Linked DNA regions of Mus musculus: regions 1, 2 and 4 are each linked to region 3. Evidence: chromatin contacts called from public ChIA-PET data. All regions are on one chromosome and are shown on one strand. Each heading gives the region's core, a stretch centred on a gene start, on an enhancer-like site or on the middle of the called end of the contact. The rest is flanking DNA. Distances are from core to core; before and after follow the strand shown. Region 1 overlaps Fam117a (family with sequence similarity 117, member A). Region 2 holds the start of Slc35b1 (solute carrier family 35, member B1). Region 3 has its middle 3.7 kb from the start of Gm29873. Region 4 holds the start of Atp5g1 (ATP synthase, H+ transporting, mitochondrial F0 complex, subunit C1 (subunit 9)).

Evidence for each region. ChIA-PET counts read pairs in DNA pulled down with a chosen protein or histone mark.
Region 1: an RNA polymerase II ChIA-PET map of memory CD8 T cells shows a contact between it and region 3, with 11 read pairs. The contact joins two enhancer-like sites. A contact is called at or near these places in 1 of 39 promoter capture datasets (the 3T3-L1 cell line), 3 of 115 datasets of contacts at active chromatin or transcription factors (memory CD8 T cells, microglia and pancreatic cancer cells) and 1 of 9 other capture datasets (embryonic stem cells).
Region 2: an RNA polymerase II ChIA-PET map of memory CD8 T cells shows a contact between it and region 3, with 6 read pairs. The contact joins the promoter of Slc35b1 here to the enhancer-like site in region 3. A contact is called at or near these places in 1 of 39 promoter capture datasets (liver), 1 of 15 datasets of contacts at CTCF or cohesin (embryonic stem cells), 2 of 484 Hi-C or Micro-C datasets (cerebellar granule neurons and palatal mesenchyme), 6 of 115 datasets of contacts at active chromatin or transcription factors (embryonic forebrain, embryonic limb bud, embryonic stem cells and 3 more) and 3 of 9 other capture datasets (embryonic stem cells, liver and pancreatic islet).
Region 4: a contact with region 3 is called in an RNA polymerase II ChIA-PET map of memory CD8 T cells, with 5 read pairs. The contact joins the promoter of Atp5g1 here to the enhancer-like site in region 3. A contact is called at or near these places in 12 of 39 promoter capture datasets (the 3T3-L1 cell line, the C10 cell line, the HPC-7 cell line and 8 more), 13 of 484 Hi-C or Micro-C datasets (the G1E-ER4 cell line, embryonic fibroblasts, embryonic stem cells and 1 more), 11 of 115 datasets of contacts at active chromatin or transcription factors (T-cell acute lymphoblastic leukemia, bone marrow-derived macrophages, craniofacial prominence and 7 more) and 3 of 9 other capture datasets (embryonic stem cells, liver and pancreatic islet).

Annotation. Positions count from the first base shown.
Region 1 is chr11:95,355,531-95,358,237 of GRCm38.p6, reverse strand. The region is part of intron 1 of Fam117a (family with sequence similarity 117, member A); the gene reads right to left. Among named protein-coding and RNA genes, the nearest start is that of Fam117a, 20 kb to the right of the region's middle. Within about 2 kb of position 1,352, at least 145 of the 459 cell types and tissues checked have an H3K27ac peak or open chromatin away from gene starts, as enhancers often do. A contact at or near this core is called in memory CD8 T cells, where this site is marked.
Region 2 is chr11:95,383,506-95,386,205 of GRCm38.p6, reverse strand. Slc35b1 (solute carrier family 35, member B1) reads right to left here and starts at 1,350. Exons shown (of 9, transcript NM_016752.3): 1 at 1,093-1,350; 2 at 302-405. The coding sequence starts at 1,196.
Region 3 is chr11:95,689,617-95,692,316 of GRCm38.p6, reverse strand. No RefSeq gene overlaps it. Among named protein-coding and RNA genes, the nearest start is that of Gm29873, 3.7 kb to the right of the region's middle. Within about 2 kb of position 1,261, at least 16 of the 459 cell types and tissues checked have an H3K27ac peak or open chromatin away from gene starts, as enhancers often do. A contact at or near this core is called in the G1E-ER4 cell line and memory CD8 T cells, where this site is marked.
Region 4 is chr11:96,074,367-96,077,066 of GRCm38.p6, reverse strand. It overlaps Atp5g1 (ATP synthase, H+ transporting, mitochondrial F0 complex, subunit C1 (subunit 9)), which reads left to right and starts at 1,436. Exons shown (of 5, transcript NM_001161419.1): 1 at 1,436-1,510; 2 at 2,034-2,080. The coding sequence starts at 2,042.

The DNA.
Region 1 (2,707 bases), core at 103-2,602, 330 kb after region 3:
GTTTTCGACTAGGGAAAAAACAAAAACAAAAACAAACTAACCTACTGCATCCCCCAAAATGGTTTGGCAAGCACCTGTTGTTTTAGGCACCAAAACTGAGTGGGAGCTGCTAACCCAAGGCATCAATTTCCCCTAAGGACAAACCAAAGCCAAAACCAGATAGCGATGCTATCCTGTGCCATCCTTAAAGAGGCTGCAGACTAGCAGGCACAGTGCTGATACCTAGGAGGGGCTATCCAAACAGCATAGGTCTGACAGTCCTATCCTCACTGCAGTGTGACTGCAGCCAACACTACCATCTTCACGGATCTGCCTTCCCTCTGCCAGCAGGGCCCAATCTGGTCCACCTTGCCTCCTAGGGATTCTGAAGAGAAAAGAAATGCAAATATGCTTTTATTCCCGAGGAAGATACAGGGAAGGAGGTGGAGAAAGAGACGACTACTGAGAAGTCTGTTGCAAGAAGGTTCTACAGGTGTATCACAGGCCTGGGGATTGAACCTAGGGCCTCACACACACCAGGCAAGCACTCTACTCCTGAGCTATGGCCCCAGCCCTCTCTTTACTTTTTATTTTGGGACAGGGTCTCCCTACCTTGCCCAGGGTATTCTTGAATTCAATCTTTAGTCTAGGGAAGCCTTGCCTTTCCATTTCTTCTGCCCTAGCCTCCTCAGTAGTTGTGATTACAGGCCTGTCCACCAGGCCTGGCAAGGTACTTGAATTTACTGTATATTCACTGTCCTTTACTAGGGACAGCCTACTGCTCTCCTGGATACTGTCTGTCTGAGAGAAGTGTGCGGAAAGGAGTAGGCAAGGGATACGTGCCTGTAGTCCCAGCACATGGAAGGCAGAGGCATTAGGAACAGGAGTTCCAGGCCAGCCTTGGCTACAGGGTGATCCCTTGTCTCAAACAAACAAAAGTCAATAAAGCTTCTTAGAGACTTGGGCATTGGCAGCTGTTGATGAGCAAGGGCTTAAGCTCCGCGGCTCACAAGCATCCCCTAGCAGACCCACAAGTGAGGGGGAAGTGGGTGCTTATGGGCATACCGGAAAGATGTGGGGAATGGGCGCTGTCCTGCACTCGTGTGATTACAGCTAAAGGATAGGAAGTGTTGAGAAGTCAAAACGGTTGCTTGTGGCTGAAAGATGAACTGGTTTTATTTCTGGAAAGCGCCCCTCTCAGATTTGGGAACCTGGGAGAGAAACAGAACAATCGGCTCCTGTATCAGAGAAGACAAGCCAGTATCATGACAGGCAATGACAAAGCAGCCAGCACTGGGGCATGGGCTGGGTGTCTGCAGGAGGGTGGGGTGTCCTGTTTACAGCACCATGGGGTATTATCGGCCCATCGCATGCAGCAGCCTCCACAGCTCAGCCACCTGGCGAGGCACCCTGGCACCAGGCCAGACCATTTCACCACACAGCTGAGCAGTGGCGGATGCTTTGGTTCTTGGGCAACAGCAAATGGAGAAAACAAAACAAAACAGCACCTACTAGATAAGAAGCCTTAGGTGCTATCTTCCAGAGCCACTTGGCCCTGTCTCCCAACTGCTACACTTGTTATGGCTCCAGGGAGAGGGGCTAAGAGAGGAGAGGCCCAGCAGTCAGGTGGTGTCAACGGAGCCAACTGCACACACGGCAGATAACGCCTTTGGTAAGTAGGTATGAGTGCCCACTGAGCATCAACGCGCTGATAGTCTCTGCTGATGGGAGAGGAGTAAGACAAGAAGCTACTGGCAGGGGAGTAGAGGGGAGAGCTGATGCCACTGCTCCATCAATGCCAGCTATCTGACACCAGGCACACTGGCAGGGGATACCCACACCCACCCCCAGCAAAGGTGCTTTCAGAAGGGCCACCAGTTCGTCTCTGCCTCCCCCTAAGACCTCTCCTTTGAAATCAACTCAAGCCTAACCCTGGCATAGGAACTCGAAGGAGAGGTGAGAGTCCTCAGGATGAAGACTATAGATAATGTAGGGCGTGAGACATCTCTGGTTCTTCTCAGCTTGGCCAGGGGAGAGAGCAATCAGCTCAGACCCAAGCCTTCGGGTTGGGCACCTGGAGGGACAAGTTCATCGTTTCGCTGTCTTGCAGGCCAGGTAGGAGGGAGGAACCTGGGATGGGAAGATGCTCTTAATCCCACCGACAGCATGTGCCTAGCCTTCCTAGTACATCTCCAAAATGGAGACATAATTTTACACCCAGCAAAAAACTCAACAACTAGCTGGTTCAACAAACAAGGCATGAGTCACTTTCTCATGCCATCAGACTTTGAAGCCTTCTCCCATCCCCTCTTTTAAAGAGAAAATAGCCCTCATGACAAATATGCTATAGGAAATAAGAACATCCAGCTGAGGGAACACAAAGCCAAAAGCTATGCATGCTCACCGCGAAGCAGCACAGCGCTACAAGGATCCTGGTTTCTCTCCATGCTCATAGGCACGCGTCTGTTTCCTTTTGTTCAGTAACCAATGAGCTTCACACAGGGATGAGATGCAGGCAAAGCCAGGGCAGTGTGGAGGGACCCTGAGGGACCCTGGGGGCTCCTACCCTGCCTTGTCCACTTGGGGTGTCCACCTGGAGAACAAAATACAACATTTTCCCCCAAGAACTGATTCGCAGGACGGAGGGGAAGTTCCTGCAAACAGCCTCACAGGGATTGTCTTTCTATTTTTGGACGTGTGCTGGGATTGAACAGTGTAGATGGCCTCA
Region 2 (2,700 bases), core at 101-2,600, 310 kb after region 3:
TTGAAGCTGACACACAAAGCGAAGTCAAAGGGATAAAGGGGAAAATGTTCTAAGGGCTTTCAATGGGGATTTGGAATATAGACGGCCCAGTCGTCTCCAACTAAAAAGTTGGTATAATTTAGAGGCCTAATATTTTAATCTCATTTCACAGCCATTGGTTTTACAGTCTGTAGAGAAGCTGTTTAAATACTCAAGGGTGTGGAGGTAGGGAAAACTTTGATTTTTAAAGATGAATCCACGTCTATGCCCAGAATATGGGAGGAAGGAGAGTGAGCCCAACAAATTACTATGAGGTACTCACAGATCTTGGCAAACATAGCATTGATCACACACTGGATGAAAACCAAAGTTAAGGCAAAGGTGAATGTCTCCTGTTTGGGTCCTTCTCCATACTTCCCTCTTGTGCTAAGACGAAACACATAAAAAAGCAATTAGTGTGTGCTACTCGGTGGCATCAAGTATGTTCAGATCCACTGAGAGCTTTGGAAGTATCATGCTTTTGTGGGTGTAGTTAGAGTTAGGAAGGATTACTGAGCTCATTTACCCAAAGGAGACGATTTGATTTAAGCCTAAAAACTAAGTCTAAACAGTAGACGCCAACCTACTGCTACCATAGCCTAAGGAAAAAATATCCGTAAAGGACACAGGTAGGAGAAAAAAAAAAAGTCAAGACAGCTGAACAAAAGTATCCCCCGTAGGAGAAAAAAAAAAAAAAAAGGCAAGACCCAGAGCAAGAAGATTAACGGTCTGCAAACACCTCGGGGCTTTCTAAAAATAAAATAAAATAAGACCTGGCTCAGGTCACGGAGCACTCTTGGAATCAACAAAAGTAAAAATATCTAAAGGGAAAAAAAAAATCGCGTTCTAAAACTCCAGAGGCCGGCCCTGAAATTTTAGAATTACAAGGATGCTCAGCTAGCAATGTATAATAGCAGGGTGCAAAAAAAGGTCAGAGGGCCGAGCCGGAGAAGAGAAAACCCTGTACCAGACACAGGAAGCCTGAAGACTAGACCGTAAAATGGATGGTGGAGACTGAATTCCGGCCCTGGCTGGGGGATGCTAGGAGTCCTGCCCCCTCAAGGGTCTGCTCACATCTTCTCCTGCAGGATCCCATAGTAGAAATAGCAGACAAAGACACCCAAGAAGCAGAGCGGCAGGCGCAGCCGATCAGGCACCAGGGATCTACTAGCGGCCATGAGACGCACGGACGAGTCGGCCGAAGATCCGTTCAGAGCAGGTAGCGGTACCGGCGGCGAAGGCGAAAGCTCCAGGCGGACATCGCCGGCCGGCGGCAGGGACCTCATAGGAGCTGCGTGCGACCGCCGGCTCGTAGGCCGGAGCAGCTACCTCCAGATATGCCAGCTCAGAGCTTCCGAGAGGGAAATGCCTCCTGCCCCGGCAGGAGCGTTCTAGGAAAGAAGGAAGGCTTTAAGATCTTGGCTCCATTCCTGGTGGCCAGGAAAGCCAGCCATATCGAGGTTATTGTCTCCTCTTTTAGGTTTTTCCGATCAGGCAACGCCGAGGACATCTACAAGCTGGAGCTCGGTGGGGAGGCCTAGGCGATTACGCGGCGTATAGTGATGACGTATAAGTATGTGGATGTTATCAATTGGCTCCGCAGAGCGAAAATAGACAGATGGGCGGAGAAAGAGGCGGTGAGGCCAGAAGAGAATTAAAGGCTTTTTTTTTTTTTTGCAGTTGGCTGTCAGGCCTCGGCTGGGTCCTAACGCCAAGAACGCTTCATAGAGCCGTAGCGCCCTCTAGCCGCTGCCCAACGTTAGCGACTCCAACCCTGTCTACCCTGTGTTCAAGACCTGGCTAAGAAGTCCAGGTCCTCTTCTTTGGGCAGGGAGCCACCGGGCAGGCTCTGTGATAGGTCAGGGCTCTTATCACTTAGAGGCAGCACATCACGTGTTGCTTAAATTCCGAGCTACAGTTTTCTCGCTCTGCAAACGAGGGGTAATTAGTAATAACCACCCTGTCACTCATTGAACGGTGTGAGGATTAAATGAGCTAAGGTTTACCAAAGTGTTTTATAAACTGTTAAGTGTGCTGTGCAAGTTTGGAGTATTAGTCATCATATTTTCTCAACTCTAATCGTATTTCCTCACCTCTTCGAGGTGAAAAATTCAATTTATTGAAATGCCTTTTAAAAAACAACAAAAGACATAATCACATGTAGCGCAGGCTGTCCTCGAATCTGCTATGTAGAATAATGTTGAATTTACAATCCTTTTCTCTTTACCTCCCTTCCGAGTGTTTTTTTTTTTTTTTTTTTTTTTTTGGTTTTTCGAGACAGGTTTCTCTGTGTAGCCCTGGCTGTCCTGGAACTCACTCTGTAGACCTGGCTGACCTCGAACTCAGAAATCTGCCTGCCTCAGCCTCCCAAGTGCTGGGATTAAAGGAGTGCGCCACCACTGCCTGGCTCCCTTCCAACTTCTTAAGTAAATTTTCTTCAAGACCTTCCAACTCTCCAATGAAGCAACACACACACACACACACACACACCACACCACACCACACCACACCACACCTCTTCCTATTTTTGGTCTCATCCATGGACTTCTCCCTGATTTAACAGTTGGGTCTTCACCTGCTTTGCTAGAATTGCAAAAGCAAGACTTAACACCAGGTCACCAAGTCCCCTACCTAATAACAGTCCCAATTGTCAAGCAGTTGTGGGTCTTGGGTTGCTTTCCT
Region 3 (2,700 bases), core at 12-2,511:
TGGACAAAGGGTTTAGCTGGAGGTTGGCACAAACATACTCTCCTCTCACTAAAAGATGACTGCGTAGATGTCTGTATCTGCCACTGGGCATTAGTTTCTGAACACTTGGGGCTGTGCTGTATCACAGGTCATCTATACTGGCTAATTTTGTATCAACTTGACACAGCTGGAGTTATCACAGAGAAAGGAGCTTCAGTTGGGGAAATGCCTCCATGAGATCCAACTGTAAGGCATTTTCTCAATTAGTGATCAAGCGGGGAGGTCCCCTTGTGGGTGGTGCCATCTCTGGGCTGGTAGTCTTGGGTTCTATAAGAGAGCAGGCTGAGCAAGCCAGGGGAAGCAAGCCAGTAAAGAACATCCCTCCATGGCCTCTGCATCAGCTCCTGCTTCCTGACCTGCTTGAGTTCCAGTCCTGACTTCCTTTGATGATGAACAGTAATATGGAAGTGTAAGCTGAATAAACCCTTTCCTCCCCAACTTGCTTCTTGGTCATGATGTTTGTGCAGGAATAGAAACCCTGACTAAGACATCATCTTCTTTGTTGCTCCCTCCTGGCCAGGTGGAGAGCAGGTTTCCTGTGAAAGGCCACCCATGGGCGTTGGTTAAGAGCATCTCTCCCTTGTACATCACCATCACACCTTCCATAGACAGCTTTAAGAAGCAACTTGTAGGGACCAGTAACTTTGATTGGCTTACTCAATCCGCTCCGAGATGCTACCAGGCCACCACCTACAGCCATCTGCTTTCCACATATAAGGAAACAGACCCAGGCAGGTCACTGCAGCTAGGATGGGAAGAGCCAGGACTCCTGCACTCAGAGCCTCGATCCACATCTCTGCGGCACAGAGCTGTGGCACTAAGCTCTCTGATTCACTGTTCTTCCTTCTCCCAAAGAGTGGGTGAGGTTCCAGGCCAGCTAAACACCCTTCCCAACCTCTCCAAGGTGAAAGGTCTGCTGGTTCAGTGACTCTTCCCAGAGACAAGCGTGACGAGGTTTCCTCCAAGCCTCTGAGTCCCACCAACCTGAAGGTGTCTGCTTGTCGGTCTCAAACCTGGGTCGAGACTTTTCATGGGGATTCGAATCCTGGTCTCAGTGAACACAAACCATTTCTCTGCGAGGACCTGCCTGAATGGCCTGCCCACTAAGGATATCCAAAGAGCATGCCTCAGAATCTCTACCCGCTTCACTCTCAGCCTTTAATACCACCTTCTTCTTTGGGGCTTTTGCTCTAGACTGCCTCCCCACACTTCCTTCCTCCCTGTGCCTATTTCTCTTTACAACAAGCCGGGTATTTTTAACCTGAGGTTTCCATTTATCTTGCCTTGTCTGTCTAATGGGGTCTGGGCTGAGTGTGGGGTGCTGGCACGCTGACAGTGTCTGGACAGAGCTTTTTTATTTTTTTTAGACTTATTTATTTTATATATGTGAATACTCTGTAGCTGTCTTCAGACACCAGAAGAGAGCATCAGATCCCATTACAGATGGTGGTTGTGAGCCACCATGTGGTTGCTGTGATTTGAACTCAGGCCCTCTTAACCACTGAGCCATCTCTCCAGCCTGGGACAGAGCTTTTGTACATGGCTATGAGGCAAAGCTTTGGAAACCTCGTAGGGTACCAAAGTGCAAACTTGTTGTTGGCAAGACTGTATGTGCAGCGAAGTAAAAGACCAAGGAACACGTTGAACCTCATGGGCATATGCATCCTTGGGACAGTCACCAGGATGTCTTTGTCCACTCTCCTGATCTTCATTATGAGAGCGGTACCCTTGAGGACTTAGCAGAGCAATTGCCTCCAGGACCCCTCCACCCCACCTCCTCCTTTTATTCTCTAGTGCTGGGGAATTGAGCCTACCTACGGCCTTGAGCTCAAGGTCCTGCACCAAGCTACACACCTAGATCCTGCCACCATTTTTTAGTGACCTAGCTCCGTGAACACCATGTTCCCTCTGCATACATCTGCTTCCATATTGTCCTATCCCAGCCCCATCCTGGCATGCTGGTCATTTTCTACTGCAGTCTGTCCTCCATCCCCATCTGCATGGGGTCCTTACCCTTCCCCACCTGGTCCCCACCCTGCCACACTGGTCCCCACTTTTCCACACCTGGTCCCCACCCTTCCACACCTGGTCCCCACCCTTCCACACCTGGTCCCTACCCTGCCACACCTGGTCCCCACTCTTCCACACTTCATCCTCAACCTTCCACACCTGGTCCTCATCCTTCCACACCTGGTCCTCATCCTTCCACACCTGGTCCTCACCCTGCCACACCTGGTCCCCACTCTTCCACGCCTGTCTCTCTTCTCTGCACCCAGGTGCTTAATAAAGAAACTTTTATTCAAAGTCCAAACAACCACAAAGAAAAGATGACTGGGTATTTAGAGTTTTGTAGTATGTGTGTCTCTGTGTGTGTGCTTGCGTTCTTCTCTTTCTGCATACAGTTTTCTTAAAAACCAAAACAATAACAACTAAACAGGTTGGTAGCAAAGAGGTTTTTCCTTCTCCTCCTCCTCCTCCTCCTCCTCCTCCTCCTCCTCCTCCTCCTCCTCCCCCACTTCTTTTTTTAGTAAATGGCAATGACTCAGCCCACATCTAATGTTCTCCCAAGTAGCTGATAGTCATAAAGATTGCCCGGGGCTTGAAGGTATCCTACTTTATACTCTGAGTCACACTAAGAAGGATTAGATCGATGTTTAACAT
Region 4 (2,700 bases), core at 187-2,686, 380 kb before region 3:
TCATTCTGTTTTTATCAGAACCTTTGCAGGACATTATTTATTTAGTGCAGGTTCCTAGAAGTGTTAATACTGACTCAAGGAGGGTGGAGCATTTAAAGGTCCTCAGTTACTCAAGAATTACTGGGTCAAAGAGGATGGCTCATTCATAGCATTTCAAATAAAAAGTATTGCCAAACTGCTTTCCAGGAAGGTTTTCTAATTCACTAGTGAATGGTTACTGCAGTCCTGTTTTTCTGTCCCTACCCTTTGTGCTTGTGTGCATACACATGTGGTTTTGTTTGTTTCTTTGTTGTTGCTGGTTTTTTGAGACAGGGTTTCCTCTATATAGCCCTGGCTGTCCTGGAACTCACTTTGTAGACCAGGCTGGTCTCGAACTCAGAAATCTGCCTGCATCTGCCTCCCAAGTGCTGGGATTAAAGGTGTGCGCCACCACTGGCCGGCATTGTTTTGTCGTTTTAAGCCAGGTTTTGCTACTTACTCCAGACTGGCCTGGAGCAAGTGCTCCGTCTTCCTGCCTTAGCCTTCCGATGTCTGAAATTACAAGCATGCACCACCTGAATTCTTTGCACGCTTCATCCTACCAATTATTATTTTCGTTTTAGAGTTCTCCCCACTCCCAATACAATTGTCTAGCCCTACCTTGTTTTTTTTACCTAAACTCAAGAAGCTTAGTCTGGCCTTGAACTCCTGACTTTCCTGTCTCCTAAGCACCTGCCAAGTGCTAAAATTTCGGGTACGAAATAGCAAGCCTGGTTTTAATTGTATTTTGTTGAGTTTTTTTTTTCCACCATTCAACTTGTGAGTCCATGTTGACTGACTACTGACAGACCCACAAGAGCACGCTCACTACTTAGAAGTTTTCCAGCCTGCCTTAATACTTGGACGAAAATGGGGGTTTTTACAAATCACGATGGTGGAAGGTACTGTAAAGGCGTCGGCTCTCCTTGCCAGGAAGCAACATCTCGCGGGATGTCGGTGGTCCTTGAGTCCTTGGACAGGACTACAAGGCCCAACATGCAATGCGCCCCAAGGTCCAAGCGGCCGAATGAAGGCCTGGAGCCCTTATCACGTGTCAGCTTGCGTCAAGCGGCCGGTTGTCACTCCCACGCTTTTTTCTTCCGCTTGCACCTTGGTCGCCATTTTGTGTTGAAGGTTGTAGAACCTCTGAGTCTCGTCGACTCTATGGTCAAGCATTTCGGGATTCGACCAATCGTAACCCCGAACTCGGAAAAAGAACCCGCCTTTATCCGCAAGGAGGCGGGAATTGCCACGAAGCTCCTGTGGAGAGAGAGGAAGAAGCTGAAGAAGACCAATAAGAAGGATGGAGTTGATGACGCCAGCCAATTGGAACGTGGAGAGATAACGACCAATGGGAGTGAAGGGACTCCGAACACGTGGGTGGGGGAGCTGAGCGCTCAGACCAAGGGCTAAAGCTGGGAGGTGAGTCAGTCACCTTGAGCAGGGAGTGTGCTGTGGGCCGAGCAGGGGCTGCAGGGGAGTGGGAGTGCAGGTGACTTGGGGCTGGGAGACAGGGGTCCGCAAGGCCGTGGGTTGTGCCACGTGGAGCACCATTTGCCTCCAGGGATAGGGAAGGAGGACTAGAGTCTTTAAGCCTTATCAATTAATGTTAATTACCAACGGTAATGAGCGATAAACGGCCGCTGGGGAGAGTAGGGGACAGCAGTGTAACTTGGGCAGGATCCTGCACGACGTCTGCCAGTTTCTGCCTCCGGTCTTCCCGGGAGACCATTCCTTTTCGCAACATTTCCCTCTTGGGGCCTGAGCCACCTCCTTTTATTTCCGATCTCGGTTGCTGTCCTTCTGCAGACCCGCTGCGCAGAGAGTGGTTGACCCCGGAATCTGCTCTGTCCTTCTGACCTCTAATGCCCTCCTTAGCTGGGGTATAGGAAGAGGGTTGGGGGGAACGATTGGAGGTGGATGGGGACAACAGGAGGTTGCCAGTATAAGCAGACACCCGGGCTTTCATAGGAATTACGGTTTTTTTTTTTTTTCTTTTCTCCCCCTTCTTGCAGATTGAAAAATGCAGACCACCAAGGCACTGCTCATTTCTCCAGCTCTGGTAAGCGGAAGCTCCGGGTTTCCCTATAGTGCCGGGTATGGTATGGGAGCAATCATGTTTAATGAATGGACTAAGAGGGGCTGGCGTTCCGTGATGATGATGATGGCTATTGGCGGAGGGTATAGGAGCTGTTGCAGGTAACCTATGTTTATTCAGGCCTGTAAACCAAGCCGTCGTGGCTTTCTGAGCGTCCTCAGATAAGCTAGAGCTGACCTTTTATTACAGTCCTGGGTTGGCTGTAGCCAGACAGCCGGAAAACAGTTTTTCTCAACCTCGGCTGCGTGTTCAGTTCATCTGGAAAGCCTAATGCTTCTACTGCCCAGACTGCTCCTCAGACCAATTGCATCAGACTGAGAATGAAGGTGGAACCCCTAAGCAATTTTGGTAGAATGCCCCAGGTGATGCCAATGTTCTGCCAAGCCTGAGAGTCATTGTACTGAATAATGTGTCAAGCAATCCGTGTCACTGGGAGCTTTCCTAAGATGGCTGTTCTGGGAGTCAAACCAGGCTTCCTGGCCCGCTGCCTGAAGGATATATGTTGCTGTGAATGCATCTTAGTAAATCTCTCCCCTTGATTGCCTTTTGTTACCTCAACAACTGACTGGATGTTTGGGTCTTAC